3 separate regions of the Zea mays genome follow, and all the other regions are linked to region 3. A link is a contact called in public Hi-C data. All regions are on one chromosome and are shown on one strand. The core of a region is the stretch at or near the end of the contact, and the rest is flanking DNA. Distances in the headings are between cores, read along the strand shown.

Region 1 (3,974 bases), core at 1,111-3,610, 280 kb before region 3:
TTACAGTGAACGTGTACTAAAACTGATAGAAATTTTAAATTTGTTTCATTAGTTGCTCTTACTTTTGACATTTGGAGTAATAAGTCTAAAGAGGATTATCTCTCTGTTGTTGCTCACTTTGTGAATTCAAATTGGGATTTAGAAAAAAGGTTGATTGGTCTTAGGCTAATTGCTGGGAAACATTCTGGTTCTAACATTGTTGAATGTGTTAACATGGTGGTAGATGAATATGGATTAACCGATAATTTTTTTGCTATTACTCTTGACAATGCTTCATCTAATAGAACTGCTATGTCTTTTCTTAAGCCATTATTCTCTGGCTATCTTGGGTTTGCAACTGATGATCAAGAAGATGAGTTGGCTTCTATTCTATTGCATCAATGTTGTGCATGTCATATTGTCAATCTCATAGTTAAATCTGGTTTGAAAAGGGTAAAACATTATCTTGAGGACTTTAGAACTGCTATAAACTTTTTGAATTAATCAAACCAAAGAATTGTTGCATATAAGAGTTATTGCTTGAGTATGGGTGTGTTTCTCCTAGAAAATTTGGTGTAGACATGGATGTCAAATGGAATTCAACTTTCTTGATGCTTAAGCACCTTGTTCAACATAGAAGTACATTTGTTGTTTATATTTAAACTAATTGTCCATTGGCTATTGATGGTACTTCTTTATTTACTAATAATCACTAGTATGTTACGGAGAAATTGCTATCCTTTCTTCAGTTGTTCTATGACTCTACTGTCACACTTTCATGTGTTTATTATCCAACTGCTCCATTAATGCCAAATACTTATAATTGGTAGACATCTGAGTGCATTTGAAAATGATGCATTATTAAGGGATGCTATTGTTCCTATGAAAGATAAATTTCTTAAATATTGGAGAGAGAGATACTCATTCTCTATGTGTTTGCTTTCATTCTTGATACTAGAGCTAAAATGAGAGGTTTTCATAAAACTCTTGAACGTTTATCTACTCTAACTAGTACAGATTACTCTAGGTTTCCTCAAGATGTGAGGAAAAAGTTAGCTAAACTCTTTCAGGTGTATGAGACAAATTTTGGTGATGTATGCTTACGTACACATCAACCATCAGCTACTAGTAATGAAGGTAAGAACAAAATGGCCTAGAATGACATATATGGTGATGACATTGCAGGTAGTAGTGTTCCATCTTCATCTACTACTGCTTGGGCAGATACATCTCAGTTTGAGCTGTCTTCATACCTTGACAATGATACTGTCAATCCGTTTGATGATAGTTTCAACATTCTCTCCTAGCGGCAAGACCATAAGCTAACTTACCCTATTCTGTCTATCCTTACTAAAGATGTGATGATTGTGCCTGCATCTACCATATCCTCGGAATCTAGTTTTAGTTTGGCTGGCAGGGTGATCGAGGAGCGACGACGACGACTTACAAGTGACATGGTGGAGGTCTTATCCTGCATCAAAGACGGGGAGTTAGCGGACTCCCACATGCAACATAATCTGGAATGGCAATATGTACTTGTTGTAATGGACTAATGAATTTATGAACATTAGAATTTAAGAGTTGGCTGCACTCTTTTTTCTTTCTTAGGGTTTTCTCACGAGGTATGAGTTTTTACCTATGAAGGTTTTTAATAATACAACATTGCACATAACAGCTCCAATATAATCTTTATATTCTTCTACTTGATGAATTGTCTGTTGGACCTATATACTTGTATCTGAATATGTATAGTAGTGTCTGAATCTGTCTAAATTTGAGTATTCTCATGTTTCTGTATTCGAGTCTGGCCTCACACTATACCACAGTGCCATGGTTAGTACACTACCGTGCCGTGTCTAGGCTGCACCCAAGTTGGCCATGCTGGCCTGGGCCGAGATGACCACCGTGCCGTGCCTGGATGGCCTTGTTCCGGCCGTGTCCAAATTGTGCCCGTGCCCGGTCGTGTTGGGCGGCACGTTTGACATGTATAGGTCCGTCAGACCATGACTGATTTTAGCGCTAAAAACACTGAAAACCCCACCGTTTCACACAAAAGAAAAGGTTGACCAGCGTTAACCGACCCAGCTACTGGAGCCAGTGTGTGTAGCCGTGTAGGGCAGCACAGGGCGGGCATCCATCAGCTCGCTGCCATTTCACTTTGCTATCTCAACGCAACGTCGACCGACGAAAGCTGGGATCGATGTAGTTGCCTAGTTGGTGGGTGACAAAGCTCCGAGTTACCATGCTCTTACACAGTGCATTCTTGGTTCGTCCAGTCCGCAGTGCGTTCGATCCGTCGCCATCGCTGGGTACAGATCCAAAGGATGGGTGGGTGTCCCATGGGATGGTAAAGGAATTCAACGCTCCAGACCGGTCCATGCGCGCCACAAAGACAACAGAGACCTTGCTCAGGTTGCTGGTCCGGCCACGAGGACCACCACCACCGATCGGCTGTGGCCTGTGGCAGACGCCAGCCGCCAGGCGGACAACCCCGGCCCCCCGCGAGCAAACAGCGCATGCATCACGGTCACGGCGTCCGTCGCCGCCTGGTCTTCGACCGGGCATGGCATGCCGCATCCGCATGCAACGCCAAACGGCTAGCAAAGCCCACCGCCTGACCGCCGGGCTGCTGCGCGCAGTTCTCATGCATGCATGCACACACGCACGCAGGGGCGCAGAGACGCAGAGTACCAGTGCGATTTGTCAGCGGCGGTGACTGTAGGTAGTGGAGTCGCCTGTGCGCAGGGGCGGATCTACGACCGGGGCTGCCTAGGCTGCAGCCCCGGTCGCGGCCCATACAAGCGACCAGAGAAAGGTGCAGTACACATATATACACGCATCGGTCTAGTTCAGTTTTGGTTAGTTGGTTCTTTTGCAGAAGAAGGGAAAGGAACAGCGACCCAAGAAAGGCTGCGTCTGCCGCTCCTCCTCCTACGGGCTACGGGCTAATGCAAGAGAATTAACAACAGGCTCGAGCTCCTCACCTGTCTGCTCATAGTTCTTGGGCTGGTTTCGATTGCCACCGTCAGCTACTGCCGGTGTCAGAGGTTGTGCCAGCGTTTCCATGATCTTTGGTAATTTCAAGTCTTCCATCTCGGTGAGCTCGTGAATTTATTTATGGGGTTGTTGGGACGTCGCAGGCCACGAATGCTGAGACTCCCGGCTTCACATTGAACGTCCAGCACTGACGACGACTGAACGAAGACGAGCTCGTGAAAAAGAAAGTGTCCTGAACATTGACGCTTAGGGATTGTAATGATCTGAAATGTTTAAATTATATCTTGCTTCTTGTGTTATACTAAACATTAATTATATTTTTTGTTTGGTTTAAAAAAAATTATAGTCTTAATTTAGTAGCCCCCGTCTTGAATCAATTCTGGATCCGCCACTGCCTGCGCGCGTGTCCCCGCGCCGGTCCAAAACGCCACCTCTTTGCGTCCGTCACTCAGCTCGTCCGGAGACACGGCGACGTTGCTGCTTTTGTTGTTTGTATACACGTACGGGATGAAGCCGGACACTCCCAGAGGTATAGATGAACAGGTCAGACCGCAAGAGAACTGCATTTAGGCCATGCTGACTTGCTGAGACATGATTACGTCAATACAGTATCTTTTGGGACGGCCTGATAAAGATAATCAGGTCAACTGAATGATAGGGAAACTGCCACGTTAGAGTGTAGCTTTGTCACGTCAACCGACTGTCAGTCAGTGCAAATAATACAACAACGCTCCCTTTCCTTCCTGTGAGTCTGTGATTACTGATCCTATGTGACACTCTTTCCAGCATCATGTGTACAGCTTGGATTTCCGCATCTACAGAAACTAGCTCGGCCCAACAACCAAGTCCAGCTTTGAGCCCATGAACCATCGACATTAAAGGCCGAAACATACACTAACTACTTCATAATTGGGTCCATCGCTAGCGGAGGAAGAAACTACACCTACAGGCCGAGATCACCCCCAAACAGTTTGGCTATTTTGCCGGCATATTCATAT
Region 2 (4,173 bases), core at 717-3,216, 470 kb before region 3:
AGGAAAGCGCGCGCAAGGAAGACATGGCAAAGGAAAGTGGCTGATTTGGTGGCTAAATTGATAGACCTAAATTGTAGGGGAGATAATTTCAATTAGTCACTTGCCTAATTAGTGGTTGCCTAGTTGGTCAACCGGTGGCCTATATATAGGCCTGAGACAAAGGAAGAAGGAATATATTATCAAACCAATCTCTCTCTCTTGAAATGACTCTCAAGCGCCTAGGGCTGCTACCCTAGAACCAAGCCTGCGGCAGAGGGGTATAACCTCGCCGGAGAAGACAGCTATTCTCATGGACCGAAGGTCCATGACACAATCATTCAAGCTCTATTTGCGAGAGCTGATTCAATGTGCTTTGTGCCCCAAACAAATAAAAGGAGGTATCAAGAGGGTGAAACAACATCTAGCTGGTGACTATGGAGACATTGTCAAAGTGTCCTAACACTACTTTGATCCTTTGATTTTATAAGACTTTGATTGGGACAATGAATGGGTTGATCCATTAGCTAATTCTTCTCATGTTAGCAATGCTCTTGGAGATTATTTCAATTTATCAAATAACTCAACTTATGTATGAACTTATTCTATATTTGAATTTCTATGTTAAGTCTGAAAAGACGTTTCAACATTCGTTTAAACGTTTAAATGTTAAAAAGTCGGCTCATAACGTTTTAACGTTTTACCACTTTAATAACCATAGTATGTGTTCTATATACGTGTCTACATTTAGCATCATCTAGTTAAATATCAACAAAAAAAAAGCTAAAACGGATACTATTTTGGAACGGAGGAAGTACAAAAAAGCATATACAAAGGAGACGAGTGCAAATATAAGGAGGTGTTTGGTTTCTAGTGACTAATATTTAGTCCCTACATTTTTATTCCATTTAAGTTACAAAATTACTAAATATAGAAACAAAAACTTTATTTTAGTTTCTATATTTTGCAATTTATACACTAAAATGGAATAAAATGATGGACTAAACATTAGTCCCTTCTAACCAAACACCCACTAAAGGGGTGTTTGGTTTCTAGGGACTAATGTTTAGTCCATTCATTTTATTTCATTTTAGTCTATAAATTGATAAATATAGAAACTAAAATAAAATTTTAGTTTCTATATTTAGCAATTTTAGAACTAAAGTGGAATAAAATGTAGGGACTAAAAATTAGTCCCTAGAAACCAAACACCCCCTAAATATCAGTTGTCAATTCCTTTGATCCTTTCTTCTATAGTACAATCCAACAGGACAAACAAAGCACTTAGGCTGCACTGCTTGTGCACAGGCAAACAGTAGATCAAATCGCGCATAGGAGCATTGTTCGGCAAACCAATACAAAAGAAAATGGGTTGACGCGCCAGCAATTCCGACCAGCGACTAACTGTCTGAGACAGATTTGTACATGTTCTCGAGACAAACACGGAATGCGACGAATTCGACAGGCAGATCCAAAACATAATTCTAAACAATATACGAATCAGCTATCAACGGAAGCTTGTCTACGCCATTACGATATACTCCGTACTAGCTAGATTAGCTAAACTACTAGATCACATTAGAAGATATGGGTCTGAAATCATGAGGTTTGGTTATACCTTTCTCCAGGTTCTTGACGTTCTTGGATGAGAGGGTGATGCGGATGCGATTCAGCTGCAGCTCGGGGGCATCCTCGACGCCAAGCTTCCCCTTGAGGCCGCCATAAACTGCCGCCGCCGCCATGGTACTCTTGCGCTCGGGGAAATGGGTCTTCGCTTCCTCGCTTGGCTGCTCGGTGTAGGTGGCGCTGCAAGCTATAGGTTTTCGCCGGAGTATGGGTTCGAGGTTATTTATATGAGAAGTGGATGTGTCGGCCCAACTGCAACAAGGCTTTTGACGGCCCATCTAGTCTTTATCAACATTATTTTTAGGGTTTGTTTTTCCAAGAAGAACTACATTAGAAATTCAAACCCCCAGTGTCTCTGTCTTTTTCTAGGATGAGAAATCTCAAGGATGTTATTTAAATAACGCATTTAGTTATTTATGAAAAGTTTTTCCTCCTTAGGTTTGGCTCCTTTTACTTCCAAGCCAACACGAAAGTTATATATAAACTATGTTAATGGTTTGCTTCGATGAATGAGAAGCGATTGATAGTTGATTGGTACGATTGATAGTTGATTGGTACGATTGAAGTTCAATCAAGAGAGAATGAGTGAAGAAATGGGAAGTAAATTTGGCAAAGGCAAAAAATACATAGGTTGATGGATTTAAATGTCTTACATTTGATGATTGCTTATATTATAGTGTATGAGGAATTGAGGATGAAATTAGGGATGAAAACGATCAGGAAAAATACCGTCCCATCCCATACCGTATTCCCGTTTTGAACCGTTCGTTTTCGTTTTTTCGGGAAAATAAGAAAACGGTACGGGAACCGGGATAGGTATGTCCGGGAACGGGTCCGAAAACGGTTGAGAGTGTTTCCCGCCCGTATTTACGGTATCCCGTATTATACCGGGAATTTTCCATATTTTCCCGGATGCAAAGCCCATTAAACATTGGCAGATTGGCCCACGCTAGTTACAGCCTACAGGCCTTGCCCCTTGTCCACCGCCCACGGCCCACCAGTCCACCACGAGTCCACGACACTAGCTAGCCATTTACCTCGTTCGTCCATACGTCCATCAGCAGGCAGCACCGTAGAATCCACCAGCCAGCCACTGCGGGTCTGCGGTGGCCGGCGGCAGCAGCATTACAGAGCCCCCAGCCAGCCCCAGCTTGCGGCAGCAGCAGCAGGTGGCCAGGTTGCGGCAGCGGCGCCTGGGACCTGGCTGGCCGACCCTGCTCGAGTGCTCGCATCTCGGCTTCTCCTTTCTGCGCGCAGCGGTTCACAGGTTCAGGCGTTCAGCGCCACGCCGCCGTCTTGTAGTTGCTCTTGCTTTAGTTATTAGTTTAGTACACTCCTCAGTGCTCAGTTAGACAGTTAAATGGAAAACTCGAACTGTTCTATGCGGCAACAACAAATTTGTCATTATGTGTTGGTGACTTGTTCTCAAATGCTTCGAATTAAGAACAAGGCAACATAAAAAGTGTTACACATTAAGGTCCTTCGTCCTTCGAAACATTATGTCCCTTCGGGAAATAATGATTTAGGACGAAGGTTATCATAGACATACCTTCGGGAATATAATAAGTAATGCCGAAGGATTCATATAAAGCATGAAATACAAACATCAACATAAAATCATCTCTATTTTATTAACATGGAGAAATAGAAATGATTTTAAATTACAAATGTACCTTTGGTCCTGAGAGAAGGTAAAAAGTACAAGCGTGATGCAAAAGCCAATGCCAAGTCAGCGTGAACAGTACGGGAGTACTGTTCATCTATTTATAGACGCGGGACGCAGCCCACGTAAAATTACATCCATGTCCATTACATTTGTTAACGGCTTATGGAAATCTGTCGAGGCCCCCGAAGTCTTTTCATCTTTAAGTCGGTTCCCCCTTCTGCCATCGCGCCGAAGCTTCCCTGCGCACAGCTTCGGCTACACTCGACCTTCGTCTGGTTCAGGCTTCGTCCTGGCCGTGCTCCATATTCATAATTCTGGATCCGAAAATACCTGTTCACATAATCCACTCGGAAAACATTGTCAAATCATGTTTTTGAGGACCTTCGGAGGACGAAGGCCCCCAACAGTAGCCCCTCGCAATATTAATTTGTAAATAATAAATTCAGATTGCGATATGGACGAAGGCCTTGAGCCGAAGGTCCGAAAAAACACCTTCCCTTTGCTAGAATAGCAACATCTACTGACAAGCGGGGCCTTTCAATTTTCAACGCCCTAGGCGTATAAATAAGATCACATCGCGAACTGATTTGGTACGCACACTTGCCTTCTGCTTCGGCCCACTAAAATTTTTAGCTCTTGTGCACTAAGATTTGCTGATCTTTTTGATTTTTAAGCTTCGGACTTAGAAACAGTTTTTGAGCGCTTCCGAAGATGCCTGAAGGTAAAAAGATCGCTGCTGAGACGAAGCTGAGTCTTGAGGAAGAAAAGAACTTGGGGTTCATTATGGCGATGGCGGAGACCAATACAGAGAAGATCACCAAGGAAATTCTTGAAGGTCTGTCCGAAGACACTGATGACAGCGACAGTTTTGATGTAGAAAGTGGCGGGGAAGAGGCCGAAGATCG
Region 3 (4,119 bases), core at 53-2,552:
CAAGACCTCCCTTATGACCAACCAACCTGTGAACAATTCGTGCATTGCCATCAAGTGGCCCTGGCTCATGCCCTGAATGCACAGCGTAAAGCTTGAACACTGCAGTGCCCTCCTCCAAGTACACAAAACTCTTGTCTTTTTCATTGTAATTAGCTATCGGCACAATTGCCCGAATACGGAACCCACAACCACACCTCTTCGACTGGTATGGCTCTCGCTTTACCCGCGCCTTCTTACCCTCTAAATTACCGGCTGAGGATGCAGCACTCCCACTACTTGAAGTGGGCTCTCCAGCACGGTGGCATGCATAATCTTTCACCTCAGCCATGAAGGGCCTATACCTAATATACTTCTGCCTTATACAAAGAACAACCTTGTGCTTAGCAGCCAATTGCTGTAACCTACGAGCTACATCTCTAGCCGGCACATCCAATGTCTCAGTATATTCAAACCTGCGCCGCCGCTTCCCATGTCCAGGTGATGAGATAGTGAAATACGGCTGGCCAGCAGGCGCAGCTTTACAAACAGGGCATGCAGCAACACATGCGCGGACAAATGATTCTGGAATACCGTAGAATTTGGCCCCCACAGTCCACGACTGTTTGATGCGGTCGACGGTGTCCCTGAACGCGAGGTGCCGTAGCAGTTCAGGGTCGGCATGCGCCTCCGAGACTATGTCCCTCCACATGCCGACGTGGGAGACGCGCTGCGCGGCGTTGGACTTGAAGTGAAGGTGCAGGCCGTCGGCCGACGCGGCGAGCTTGTCCTGGATGCGCTTCCACGCGGTGAGGTAGGCCGTGTCCTCGTTTCGATCTTTCCAGACCGCCCGCCAGGAGGCGAGCACGGAGAGCGACGTGGCGCCGCGGACCTCGTCGGAGGAGGCGGAGCGGCCCGCGCGGATGCAGCGTAGCATGAGCCCGTAGGAGGCGGCGCTGAAGGTGTAGAACTGCGACGAGACGTGTGGAGCCGGGTCGATAGACGGCAGCAGCGCGAAGGAGGCGGAGGCACCCACCAGGCTAGGGTTCTGACCAGGGATTTGAATCAGCGCCTCGTCGTCGGCGTCGGCGTGGAGGAGGTAGCTGCAGGGGCTAGGATTCGGGGAGCTAGGGTTTGGGTCCGGCGGGTGGGGTGATTTGGGAAAGGAGGACGGGAGGAGGGGATTCATGGCGGAGATGGTGGGAGACGGCGACGAGGTGATCTTCGGCATCTCCGGGGAAAAAATTATGCTCTCGATTTTGGGTGATTTTCCCTCCTCAGATTCACAGTGCCCGTGTGTGCCGGTCGTCTTCCTCGAGCTTTATCTATCGCCTCTGCACTGCTGCGACACTTCGGCTGTGCCTCTGTGGACCGCGGGGCGGAAGTGCCGCACTCGTGTAACTGCAAGACTGGCCCGCATAGCGATATGATTTATGGGCCGACTGTCAGTTGGTTTGGTACTTTCGAGTGTTTCTCCTCTTCGCCTGGCGACAGGGGACGACTCTCCCGCGCGTGACCCGACGACCTAGGCCCGGGATATGATATCTAAGTTCCACCGGGTCAATATGGACGCATCAGTTATGAGAGTAATATCCATTTTATTATCAGTATTTTATTATACATTTTTATCGTTAACCAACAGTTACCATCGCATTTAGTTTTTTATATGTTTTTAGCTAATATAAAAGATAGTGTTTTATTAAAATATAAAAGATAGTGTTTTACTAAAAGCTCCGCCGATGATGTTAAGGACATCTTAGACTCTTTTTAAGAACTTCTAATGTAGTTTTAAAACGACTAACCGAGAACATGTGCAATGATAAATTGCCTTCTAGTAAAGCACAATCGTATAAGAATAATGTGATTTGTATGCCCCTAGTTACAAATATAATGATACAATGACTCACAGTTCTAAACTTTGTTGTGCCAACCTTCTTCTTTGCCGTACATTCCTCTCCAATCATAAATTAATCCTACGTGATACTATAGGATTAATTTTTTTGCAGTAAAGATTTTTCCGAAACGAGAAGACTACGGCAAACTTTAGAAAACACCTTCCGTCCCCTGGCCATTCTGTCACACTACTCAGCCAGCCCGCTCTATCTCTTTCCTCTATCCAAGCCAGAAAGGTAGAAACCCCCCGGAAACAATTTCCGGCCATGGCGACCGCAGCCCACCAGGTTGCCGCCACCTTCCTCTCGTTCCTTTCCTCCTCCACTCACCACCTCGCCCCTTCCTCCGTCTCCCTCGGGACAACCTCTGTCCTACCCGTCTCCCTTCGGGCCGCTGGCACACGTGGCCCACGGCTCGCCTACCGCCTCCGGGGCCGCCGCGTCGGTGCCGCCGTCGCCCAGCTCCCCACCACGTAAGCAGAAATGATGATGATTCAACCTCTCACTGAAGTTAATTAGTCTTACATCTCATGGAAGTTAGCACATTGATATGCTACTGCTTTGTTTCTATTATTTTACTGCGCAATTTGATGATATGCATCCCTGAATTATTGTGTCTTCAGGCATCCAGAGGTAGTTTCTGGGGAGAAGAAGATCAGGTTAGGTGACTATTCCGTAGGTTCTTCAGGTTCGGGGAGCATTAGTGTCTATTTGCGGCTGACATGATGATTCCCCCAGATGGTCATCAAGGGCTGTGCGGTCTTTTGCGATGGCAGAGCTGGAGGCCCGGAAGATGAGGTACCCTACGACAGGCACTGAGGGGCTCCTCATGGGCATTCTTGTTGAAGGTGAGGGCGTGAGGCAAGGGATCTTAGATATTAAGTCCTTTTTTTGCTAATTATGGAGCCATGTCATAACTTAAGGGCATGTTTGTTTCTTTGCAGGATTATATAATCCAGATATTTTATATAGATTATATAATCCAGTTCATATAGTCCTATTATAGGTGTTTGTTTACATAAACTATTAGAAGGTAAAGTGCCAAACAATAATCTAAAATTAATCATCTAATGACCTGCTTATGGATTATCATAATCTAGATACCTCATTATATAATCCACTCCAATAATCTATACTGTTTGTTTGCCTCTTAACTTATTTAAGCTGGATTATACTACAATTTAGAGGGTAAACAAACAGGGCCTGAGTGCTTTATGCTAGCTGTGAATTGTGTGTTTCTGGAATTCAAACAAGTAAAGATGATCTGCTACAGATTGTAAAGTTTGTGGAACTTAAACAAGTAAAGATGATGATCTACAAACCATAAGAGTGTGAAGATTCATAATGTAGCTGTAGTGAAGCCTAGTGAACCCAAATGCATCACTAACTACATAGAATTGTTGGAACTGGTGTGTTCTTGAACATGCATTTTGTATATGGTGTACGTGGCTAAAATTCTTTCTACAAAATGACAAATAGATAAAAACTGTGCACTATATCTACATGCTTCATAAAAGCACGCTACAGTGATCAGTGATTTGGATTTAGTGCATAATAAAAAAACATTACCTCTACTTCCAGTTCCAAATGTAGGTCGTTTTAGCCCTCTCACCTTTTCTCCAAATGTAGGTCATTTCAAAACTAATGTGGATCTTTCACCCTTTTCTTCCTAACTTCCTACTTAACAAATGCTATCACTCACATACACCCTCCCGGTATTATATTAAGAAGAGACCCAAACATGGTCCCGACCAAGAAAATCCTCGAACCCTGGCCCCCCATCGCTAGCGGGCCGTCACCGCCCACTCTACAACGGCCTAGCCGGAGGGTGGAGCGCAGGACATAACCTGGGAGCGGGCGGGGCACAACGAGGGATTTTTTTAACCAAGCCTTAAATTCGCCCCCGAGTGGGATCGAACCCGGGACCTGGAGGTGCTACTCGGAAGCCTTAACCATTACGCTAGAGGCCCTTTCGCCTCGTTTGATATCCTTCATTAATCATTGTGCACAAATCTAAATTGATTTACATTTGGAATCAGGAGTATAGAAGCATGTAGATGTTATTTGTGATAACTACACTGTAGACTGGATCATCTGTTTGCTGGCCAATCTAGTCCTAATGATGTAGCACCACATGACACCAAAATTTCATGATTCTGAGAGACGCTAGCCTTATAGTGTGAAATCCATTATCCTTGTTTGGTTCAAAATGTAGTAGGCATTTGGCCTTTCAGCTTATCTTGCTGATTTA

The links. Hi-C and Micro-C count contacts between places; a contact is called where the count stands out from the background.
Region 1: a contact with region 3 is called in a Hi-C map of tassel, with 2.2 times the contacts expected there. The contact joins the enhancer-like site here to the promoter of LOC100275622 in region 3. A contact is called at or near these places in 2 of 25 Hi-C or Micro-C datasets (ear and tassel).
Region 2: a Hi-C map of tassel shows a contact between it and region 3, with 2.3 times the contacts expected there. The contact joins the promoter of LOC103633583 here to the promoter of LOC100275622 in region 3. A contact is called at or near these places in 2 of 25 Hi-C or Micro-C datasets (ear and tassel).

What each region holds. Positions count from the first base shown.
Region 1 is chr1:34,082,822-34,086,795 of Zm-B73-REFERENCE-NAM-5.0, reverse strand. No RefSeq gene overlaps it. Among protein-coding and RNA genes, the nearest start is that of LOC103633575, 49 kb to the left of the region's middle. Within about 2 kb of position 2,360, at least 18 of the 20 cell types and tissues checked have an H3K27ac peak or open chromatin away from gene starts, as enhancers often do. A contact at or near this core is called in ear and tassel, where this site is marked.
Region 2 is chr1:34,272,456-34,276,628 of Zm-B73-REFERENCE-NAM-5.0, reverse strand. It overlaps LOC103633583 (40S ribosomal protein S20-2), which reads right to left and starts at 1,966. Exons shown (of 3, transcript XM_008655281.4): 1 at 1,595-1,966. The coding sequence starts at 1,880.
Region 3 is chr1:33,803,277-33,807,395 of Zm-B73-REFERENCE-NAM-5.0, reverse strand. LOC100275622 reads right to left here and starts at 1,302. Exons shown (of 1, transcript NM_001149670.3): 1 at 1-1,302. The coding sequence starts at 1,207. LOC100281862 (ATP-dependent Clp protease ATP-binding subunit clpA) reads left to right here and starts at 2,052. Exons shown (of 6, transcript NM_001154782.2): 1 at 2,052-2,341; 2 at 2,492-2,527; 3 at 2,607-2,716. The coding sequence starts at 2,136.